Linked DNA regions of Ovis aries: region 1 is linked to region 2. The links are chromatin contacts, called in public Hi-C maps. All regions are on one chromosome and are shown on one strand. Each heading gives the region's core, a stretch centred on a gene start, on an enhancer-like site or on the middle of the called end of the contact. The rest is flanking DNA. Distances are from core to core; before and after follow the strand shown. Region 1 has its middle 150 kb from the start of ARHGAP42. Region 2 overlaps ARHGAP42 (Rho GTPase activating protein 42).

The links. Hi-C and Micro-C count contacts between places; a contact is called where the count stands out from the background.
Region 1: a contact with region 2 is called in a Hi-C map of liver, with 6 times the contacts expected there. The contact joins two enhancer-like sites. A contact is called at or near these places in 6 of 16 Hi-C or Micro-C datasets (hypothalamus, liver, mixed tissues and 2 more).

Annotation. Positions count from the first base shown.
Region 1 is chr15:8,160,628-8,165,345 of ARS-UI_Ramb_v3.0, forward strand. No RefSeq gene overlaps it. Among named protein-coding and RNA genes, the nearest start is that of ARHGAP42, 150 kb to the left of the region's middle. Within about 2 kb of position 1,469, at least 2 of the 54 cell types and tissues checked have an H3K27ac peak or open chromatin away from gene starts, as enhancers often do. A contact at or near this core is called in liver, where this site is marked.
Region 2 is chr15:7,823,325-7,827,990 of ARS-UI_Ramb_v3.0, forward strand. The region is part of intron 3 of ARHGAP42 (Rho GTPase activating protein 42); the gene reads right to left. Among named protein-coding and RNA genes, the nearest start is that of ARHGAP42, 180 kb to the right of the region's middle. Within about 2 kb of position 1,842, at least 3 of the 54 cell types and tissues checked have an H3K27ac peak or open chromatin away from gene starts, as enhancers often do. A contact at or near this core is called in liver, where this site is marked.

The DNA.
Region 1 (4,718 bases), core at 219-2,718, 340 kb after region 2:
TAGTGAGCACTCAATAAATAATGTTACTTGCTTTGTACTTGGTAGAAAATCTTGTGCTAATACATCTTGATTTTTTGAATCCTTTAAAAGATATCCTGGGGAAATAAGAATTCTATCATGGAGAAAATTTAATACTCTCTGCTTTTACATTAAATTAGTTTGAACCATCCCCAGGGGAAATTTTTATTTACATTTTGAAAACAGAAACAAGATAACTTTTTAAATGTCCACAGTTATAAAACTCACGCAGTGTTTCTTTCAGTATCATGTCCCACAACTCCATCAGTTTAGACCGCTCATGACTCAGAAAGAGTTTATTATTTTTCAGTGTATTGGAAATGGGTATGAAACGCTGTTATCTTAAATTCGTATAGGACCAAATTGTATTTCTATCATCAAATGGAGTCTGATGAGCATTTCCACTTCATAAGGAGACAAAGTAGTTCTGCAGCATTCGGAAATGCACAGTAGCAATTCACCATGTTTTCCCCACAAGATGTCACTATGGTACCTATGAAATATAATCACAGATTATTTATCAGTCTGTTAACTTTGTATTTAAAAAACAATCAGAAAAGACCTGAGCACAGACTTATGACCTTCAAATTAAGCATGCACAGGAAATTACTGAATTCATAGATATCCAATATCTACCATACGACAGCAAACATACTTATTTGGATACATATTGAAACATTAACTATACGGATCAAAAGAGAAGTATAAAACTGATAATATAAAAAAGATTGTACACCAGATTATCCATTCTTTGACAAATATTCTGAAAGTACCTGACGTGTCACTCACTCTGTGACTCTTCTCACCAAGTATGTGATACAGGCATGGCTGCTCACAGATTGAGTTCACACTTTACTGTGTGTGTGGTAGTTATAGGTGGAATACCAGGTGATTTCTGAGTGATGAACAGCTGGCAAATTCACGTCTGTCCTTTGTTTCTGCTTTAAATGAGCTAGAGGTTAAGAGCCAAGAAGTCAGAGCAGAGTTCAAAATCGAGCTCAACCAACCATACAACCTCTGCCCAGTTAATTAACCTCCTGAGTCTGCTTTCTTATTTATAAAATGGGCATAGCAATATCTATCTCATTGCCGTTGCTGTGAGAGTAAATGGAGACAATGTAACGCACCTGGCACAGAAGGGATTACTTAATAAGTAATAGTAGTAATTATTAATTTCAAGAGGAAGTGTTAATGAGAATCACATTTTATGCTTTGATCACAGGCCTTAGCATATGAAAGCCCTGAGTTTTAGTCACAGACGTGGAATGCTTATGTAATAAAATTCAAGCAGATCTATAAAAATTTAAACACTCGCAATAACCGATATTCCATAATGGCCTCTAATCAAAGCTTTGTTTGCTAAACCCAACCATTTGTTTGAAGAGTAAACAGAGGTCCTGCCTGGCTTTTTGGAATGACTCTCTTCTGCTGGTGACAGTAATTGAAATTTGCCTTAATCTGGCAGCTGCACATAGTTAAACATCATTTGGCCAATTGTTAACGTGAACTGTAGGGTTCTCCTCGTCCTCTTGCGCAGGTCCCCCGGCGTAGCCTTGTGCTATTCTCCTTCCGTCCTCCCGAAGGCTCTGAGGACAGAGTGCACACGCGGCAGGCCTCCGCAGTGTCCAATCAGCTGCATCAGCTTCAGAAGTCCCCGCACAGACACTCTCACCAGCCGCTCAGCTGCCACACTTTAGACGAGGAATCTGGATGCTCGGAGGAGGAAATGACCGGCCGAAGGAATGCTGCTTCCAAATGTCCGAGCTTAGGCTGGAAGCTAAATGTCTCAGTGGCACCATATCTGGCTGCGGAGGACTCCTAATTCCACGGGAAGGAGAATTTCTTCCTCCACCTAAGTGCTATTAAAGACCCAGTCCAGGCTGGGATGGCAGGGTACTTGTCTTTCCAAAGCAGCCAAGTTTTACCAAGCTGTTTTACAAGACGTTTCAAGGGCCATAAAAATACATCTTTTTGTTTGATATCTCTTATTTATTTTTATTTTTCTCTAAATTAAAAGTTTTAAGTAAAATAATATCGCTAATCATTTCTGCCTGTGGGCCGCTCTGAGGTCCAGTTCCAAGTGGGGACTCAGCTGCATTAGAAGTATTTATATAGATTCCTACAGCAGTTAGGAGGACTGACAGCAGAACTTTGCTACTCAAAAGCATGGTCTGCTGGTTAGCAGTGTCCAGTATCACTTGGGAGATTGTTGAAAATGCAGAATCACAGCCCCCACCCCCCCTACCCCCCTCCCTAGATCTTTAGAACTGGAATCTGCTTTTTGACCAGGTTCCCAAGTAACTGATGCAGATAATCAGGTTTGAGGAGCACAGTCTATAGCCGTATATGACAGAGCCTCATGGAAACAGTGTTCTGTCCTTCCTGATGCTCTGGCTTGGCTGCCCAAGAGAAAAGCTTGTGATATCCTTGGCATGGTTATTGACACTTCTTTGAAACTCCACGAATGATACTTTTCTTCTCCTTTCTTAGAACTTTATTCACTCTACTTGTCTGACAAGGAGTTAGTTTAAAAAAAAGAAAAGGACAAAATATTTGGCTTCCTCTCTTGTCAAAGAAATATATATATTTTTTTCTTTAGAGGATATCTGGATGACATGTGGAAATAAGAAAATTATCTACTCTTAACTATCTTGGTATATTGCCTTTCATTAATGTATGCATATATATATGCACACACACACACATATATATACATGTATGATGTTTTGAAAAAGTAATACAGTCTTATTGTTAAAAAATTAAGAAAAGATATATGACAAATTATTTTGCCCATTTGTGCATGATATCTGTTCAGTTCTACCCCTAATCCCAATAGATAACCACTGATTAATTTTTGTGTATCCTTCAACAGATACTTTAAATACAGTCACGTAAATATGATGTGTATACGTTTTCCACTTTTATCACAAATGATAGCTTTGTTATGCATAGGTTTTTACATTTTATAAAGTACATTCCACATTATATTTACCATAAGCATTTCCCATGTTTTCACAGAGCTTTTCATAAACATTTGAAATGGTCTCACAGTAACTCATTGTTATATATTTGCAAAAATTGACTTAACTAGTAGGGGTGACTGTTGCACACTTGGATCCTTTCCACCCCCCACCCCCTATCTATTGCAGATAACTCTGTGATGAAATTGTCTGCGCATAGAGTTCCTCCCACCCACTGAATACTCGTGAGCTCTAGGGTAGACACACCCAACAGCTGCTGCTGAGAGCCCAGAGCAGCCCATACTCTTTTCTTTCCTCGGCTTTGTAGTTCAATTCCTTTTCAATTTTAGGGATTACTCTGTATCCTACTAATATAATCTCTCTTTTCTCTTAATATATGGGAATTTATAACTTGCAACAAATAAAGCGTAGCTAATACATAAAACAATGGGAAAGAGAGAGAAAATGACGCTTCCATCTGGCAAAGTGTTAATTTCGTATTGGATAGTAAAGGAATGGGATTGCTAATAAGGCAAGTAGAAATGAAAAACAAAGAGCAATCCAAACTCACCTAACCCTGAGGAAATGGCAAAGAAACAACCATGGGAAATGGACATCATAGAGGAGTCAGGTATAGGAGGAAAAAAGATTGGAAAAAGGGAAGCATTTCATAGAAAAGGTTTCTTAAAGTCTGGAGAACTCAAACAGCTGTGGAAACAAGTTGACAGGGAGAAATGCATGGTCTACTTCCCATCTCAGAAGCAACAGACTAGGAGAGTATCAAACAGAAGAAAGTCCTTGTCAGATGCTTCTGAAACTTATTTACTAACCAGAGCAAACTCATAGAATTATAGTTTATCTCCGGGCAAATACTATAGCAGGAGGCAGCCAACCACTGAAGTGTAAAGAGACAAAGTATTGGGATAAACATAGAGGAAAACACTAGTGTGGGATTGCTGGAGAATGCCCCTTCTTATGGTAAGGTAGGTGAGAACAGCAAGAGCCGAGGAATTCTGTCCTCAAGAGGGGGAGTGAAATCCAATCTACTCCTATCCAGTCCTATCCAATAGTAAACTCAGCCTCAGAGAGTCAGTCGGTCAGCCAGGGGTTAGAGGAAAATTGAAGCCTTAATTATTTATGATAGATTCCAATTGGAAGAGGGTCTCAGAAAAGACCTGGGGACTAGAGGGATATATATATATATATATATATATATATATATATATATATATATATCTAGAGAAGGAAATGGCTACCAATGCAAGTATCCTTGCATGGAGAAGTCCATGGACAGAGGAGCCTGGCGGGCTGCCATCCATAGCGTCTCAAAGCTTCGGATACTACTGAGGGACTAACACTTACCACTTATATATCTATATACATACATACATATATATACACATATTAACTAGCATACTAAAAAGCAGAACTTGTAGGATACAATCTTAAGGAAGCTATAATTGTGCTCCCTCATTCTCTTTCATGATCCATAGGAAATCTGCAACTTTGACACAGCATGAATGGGAGTTCAGTTACTCCCCAAATGTTTCCAGAGACTGCACTGCTCTATAGGTCAATCCAACCAGCATCTCAGTCTTTAGATTCCTCAGTCATGAGTGGAATGCCGATACCATGTTTTCCTAACTCATAGCAGGTATATTTAGTTTCAGAAGCCATTCTTCACTGGACCTCAGGGGAAGGATACCCCACCCCTCCCAGGGGTGGATAGAAGGGGAAACA
Region 2 (4,666 bases), core at 592-3,091:
TGTAGGAAAATGAGATGACCTCTTGAAAAAAGTACCTAAAATCCTCTATTGTGAAAACATACAAAGTAGATCAATACTCAAAATCCTTCCCAAGACATTGAGAGCCAGCACAGATACCTCTGCCATCAGTCACCTACAGCCCTTTTTGTGAGCTCGGACAGGCATTCATCCAGATACACTGGGCAGGCATTTTACTACAGAAAGATGACTGGGAACAGTAGCAAAGTAGCTCACTTTTAATTCTCACCCTCTAAATCCTCTTTGCCCTAGTGAAACTCCAAATACATTGAAACACATACATATATATTTCTCCAGATGTTACAGAGGTATTAAATAACGGATTCTGCCTTTAAAGTTCACATAAGGAAAGACAGCGTCATGGACACTTTAGTGTAATTTGGAAAAATAGCAACAATAAAGGCCAACAGTTACCGAATGTTTGCTTTATGCTGGAAACCAGCATGACCTAATGTATTTAAAGGCAATGATTTTAAACAAAGAGATAGTTCTCAAGTGGTGAAAACTCAAACAATGAGGCTGAATGAGAAGATAGGCAGCACAAGTCTTAAGTACATGTATTTAAAATCAAGAACGGCTGATTTCAACACAGTTCCATAGCTTATGAATCGCTATTTAAACATTCTGATCACCAGCTGTATCACCTAACAACTTGATTTTAAGGATGAAGATAATGAATGTGAAACACTTAGTTCAGTGCCTTACATCCGGAAAGTACTCAAAACTTACAGCTTTTAATATCTCCAAATAAACATATATGACATATATCCATCTGTAATGATATACCTGATACACCTGCATATCCAATTCTTCTATACTACCCTTTTGGTTGAAGGATATCTATGTGCACATTATGAGAAGGTATTTTCCTTTGACAGTGACAAAAGACAGATGGCCTAGACACTCCCACATTCAATCACTAGGTGCTTATATATGTGCGGAGCACACTATTGAGCTACATGGGGAAGGGAAAAAAAACTAAGGCATGAAAGTTGATGCCTACTTGTGAAAAGGGGGAAAAAATATTCACTCAACAAGTATTTAATGTCATAAAGTCCTGCTAAAGTTTTCGGAAAATTTGAGACAAAACTGATCACAGTACACTGAGAATAGTTACATGATTAACTATGCAGAATTCATCCCAAACACATCAGAATTTTGACAACGGAAAAGATCCATGAGAACTAAATAAGTCAAGGTGGTATTTGGATAGTGAACAGGAAGTATTGGATAGAGGTAAACAGGAAGTGGATATGAACTGGATACACCAAAGAGAAAAAAATATCCTAGGAACAGGCATCACCATAAAAAAGGCAAGAGACAATTACGCAAATATGAGGCGGGGGTGGGGGGGTGGTGCGGGAGGGGTTCAGCACAGGGAAAAATAGAAGCATTTACTACACGCTCATTAACAGTCCATCCTGACTGTGAGTGCCAACCAAGTTACAGGCCTTCAGTTACCTTTTTAAAAATGGAAATGGCACAGTGCATACAAAGTATGTTGAAAAGTTTTGGCACACGGCAGGTTCCATGTGTTATTAGCTACTGACATTATCTAACTGGAGAAAAGTGTGTAATTACTATTAGGAAATTTAACTGCAATAAGGAAAGAATACCCATAATCTAAGCAAAGTTACCTGAATATGGAATCACTGCTGGTTTCTAAAGAGAAGATTAATGTAAAAACTTGTTCTAGGAAGTAATATGCAGGATACTTTGAGAATGAAGAGATAAGGACAAGATATGCCAGGTGAATGGCTGGGAGAAGAACACAAGTTTGAAGAGACAACTAGGTCAGAGGCCTGTGGTGTTGACAGACGGGTAGCATGGAACTGCAGAGGCGGAGGAATCAAAGGTGACACCAAGTTTTCAGCCTCAGGCACTGGAACTCCAGCATAGCTTTAAGAACTAGGGTAAATGAGGCAGGGAGCATGTCTGGTAGAGAAAGAGTAATGACAACGAATTTCACTTTGGACCTATTACTTTTGATACCATGAAAGATTCACGGAAATATCATAGCACAGTATCCCACTTCAAAACATGGAACTAGTCAATACGGATGAAATGTTTTTTAATTGGGAAAAGACCAGACAAAAGAGTGGATGGCGGATCCATATGCTAAGACGCTAGCACTCACATTCATACCCAATCGTTTAAATCTCTGCCACAACTATTCTCTGGCTGTTATGTAAATATGGCCTGGGAATGAAACAAAACGTGAGAATATAAACTTGAGCCAAATGTGATAATTAACAACCACCCAGTGGGGCAAGCATTACTTCCTATCTCTAGTTTGTCCATATTTCTTCATCTCTTTCTTTTGTTTTGGATTTGCTCAATTTTTTTCTTTCTTCCCCCTGCTCTCATTCTATTAATGTGAAACTTAGGGAATAAAAACATAAGTTCCAGAGGTACTAAACAGGAAAAAAAAAAAAAAAAAGAAGGGGAAGAAAAACATCCAATGGAGTGATAGAGATAACAAGAGATATGATTTGTTGAGTGTTTAATGCATGCCAAGTACTATGCTAAGCCCTTCACAATATCTAGATTAAAGTTGATTTCATATGAGTAATGAAGTTCAAAACCTAACAATCATCTGGAATATATTAAGAATGTGAATGCTGAAGTTAGACCCTGTTCCATTTCGGATCTCAGCACCTAACCTGCTAAGACTCAATGCCTTCATCTCTGTATCTCTTAAGAATTTCATAAAAATCAAAGGAAAAATACACATATTTTAAAAATCACAAGCATAGATTCGGCATATGGCAGGCTTTCAATAAATGTTTGTTTCATCACAGAATTCACAGTGTCAACTACTGAGTTCAGAGCCATCCTCAGCGGTCTGAGAATTTCCAAGATGATTTAAAAGGTAGTTATTCAAGAGGGAGAAATTGAAATCCAAATAAATTTAACAGAAACTTTTTCAGAGTACCTATCTGCAGTGGTAGATAACAGGAACCTACATTTTTCCATAAACCATAATAACATATGTGTGGCTTTACATCTGACATATGATGCTTCTCTTGTATGCAGTCAATGGGCTGCTGTTCACAATATGTGAATCTAAATTCAAGAGATCAAAATAGGAATGCCAACACTCAAAGGGCGCAAAGTGGATTTACAACCCAACTGTCTGCTCCTGACTCTCAGCTTTGAACACCCCCTACGGGACGAATGCCTTTTATCCCAACACACTGGTCGATCACATGGATGAAATTCTCCAATTCTGATGTAATCCACGTGTGAAGTAAAGAAGGTATTTAAAATTTAGGTAGGTTTAAAAGGGTTACTGTTACAACTGAAAAATAATGGAAAATAACATACAAAATGCTAAGAAACCATAATTAAAAATCTGAATCTGGGGTACAACACTGGTGACTTTATCAAGATTTAAAAAGCAATCTAGAGAAATGAAATTCTGGCTCACATGGAACTCTTTCTCCTCAAATTTACACAGGGGGCTTGATAAAACTCCTTCCAAAAGGTAATACTAGAGGATGGGGTGGGGGGTAGGGCATGGAACCAAGTCACAGAGTTCAGGAAATTCAAACTTCCATAATATTTCTGGAATGTGTTACTTTGTATGACCTCATTAAGAGGCTTTAGGAAAAATTCAAATGCAATTTTAATGCTCTCTCTAGATATTGATAAGATAAATTTTTGAAAAGTTCATATTTCAGTAATTAAGGGTTAACTATTTTATAATTTTTAACCATTATCTAAACCTTGGTTTTAAAAAACTTATTTTTGTAAGTACTGGTCCATTTTTAAATTCAAAAATAATCACAGCTTTTTCGCTTATTTTCTGTATCAGAGAAGCAAATCTAATATTGGGTAATAAGACATTACAATACTGCATTTACTGGGTAGACACACTTTGACCGTGGGCGTACTACATTAAACCAGGCAATTCAGCTTCCTGTTGCTTTTCTTTTGCTATTTCAAGTGATTCTAATAAACAGCCACAAGGGAGTGCTCATAAATCACTCAAAAGTAATGGCTAGAAAATGTTTTTATGTGGTTAGAAGAATCATTATCCAAACATGTTTGGGTTGTTTTTTTTTTTTGTCTCCAAGTACACATGAATTATAATTTTCTACAGACCATGAATTTTTAAGAGCTATCCTATAGGAATTTTCAATGCTTGTTTTCCACTGCAGAGACTCTTACCATAACTTGTCTGTCTAAGGAAGTGAATAGTGATGGAATAAAATAAATCTGAAAAGTAATTCTTCTTACACTTTTACTTTCTCTTCCCCTTCGAGGTCTTGGTTAAACTTGACTGTTGTTGGTACCAGTCACAGCTCATCACAAATCAAAGATTACCGTATCCCACCAGGATGTAAGAGAAGATAATTCTCTACCTCTACAAGCTCTAAAAGACTGCAGAGCTTTGAAGAGATTGGGGCTTCCCTGGTAGCTCAGATGGTAAAGAATCTGCCTGCCATGCAGGGGACCTGGGTTCAGTCCCTGGGTTAGGAAGATCCCCTGAAGAAGGAACTGGCAATCCACTTCAGTATACTTATCTAGAGAATTCCATGGACAGAGGAGCCTGGCAGGCTATGGTCCATGGAGTCTCAAAGAGTGGGACATGACTGAACAACTAATGCTTTTGAAGAGATTTAATGATTTTCTGCTATCAACT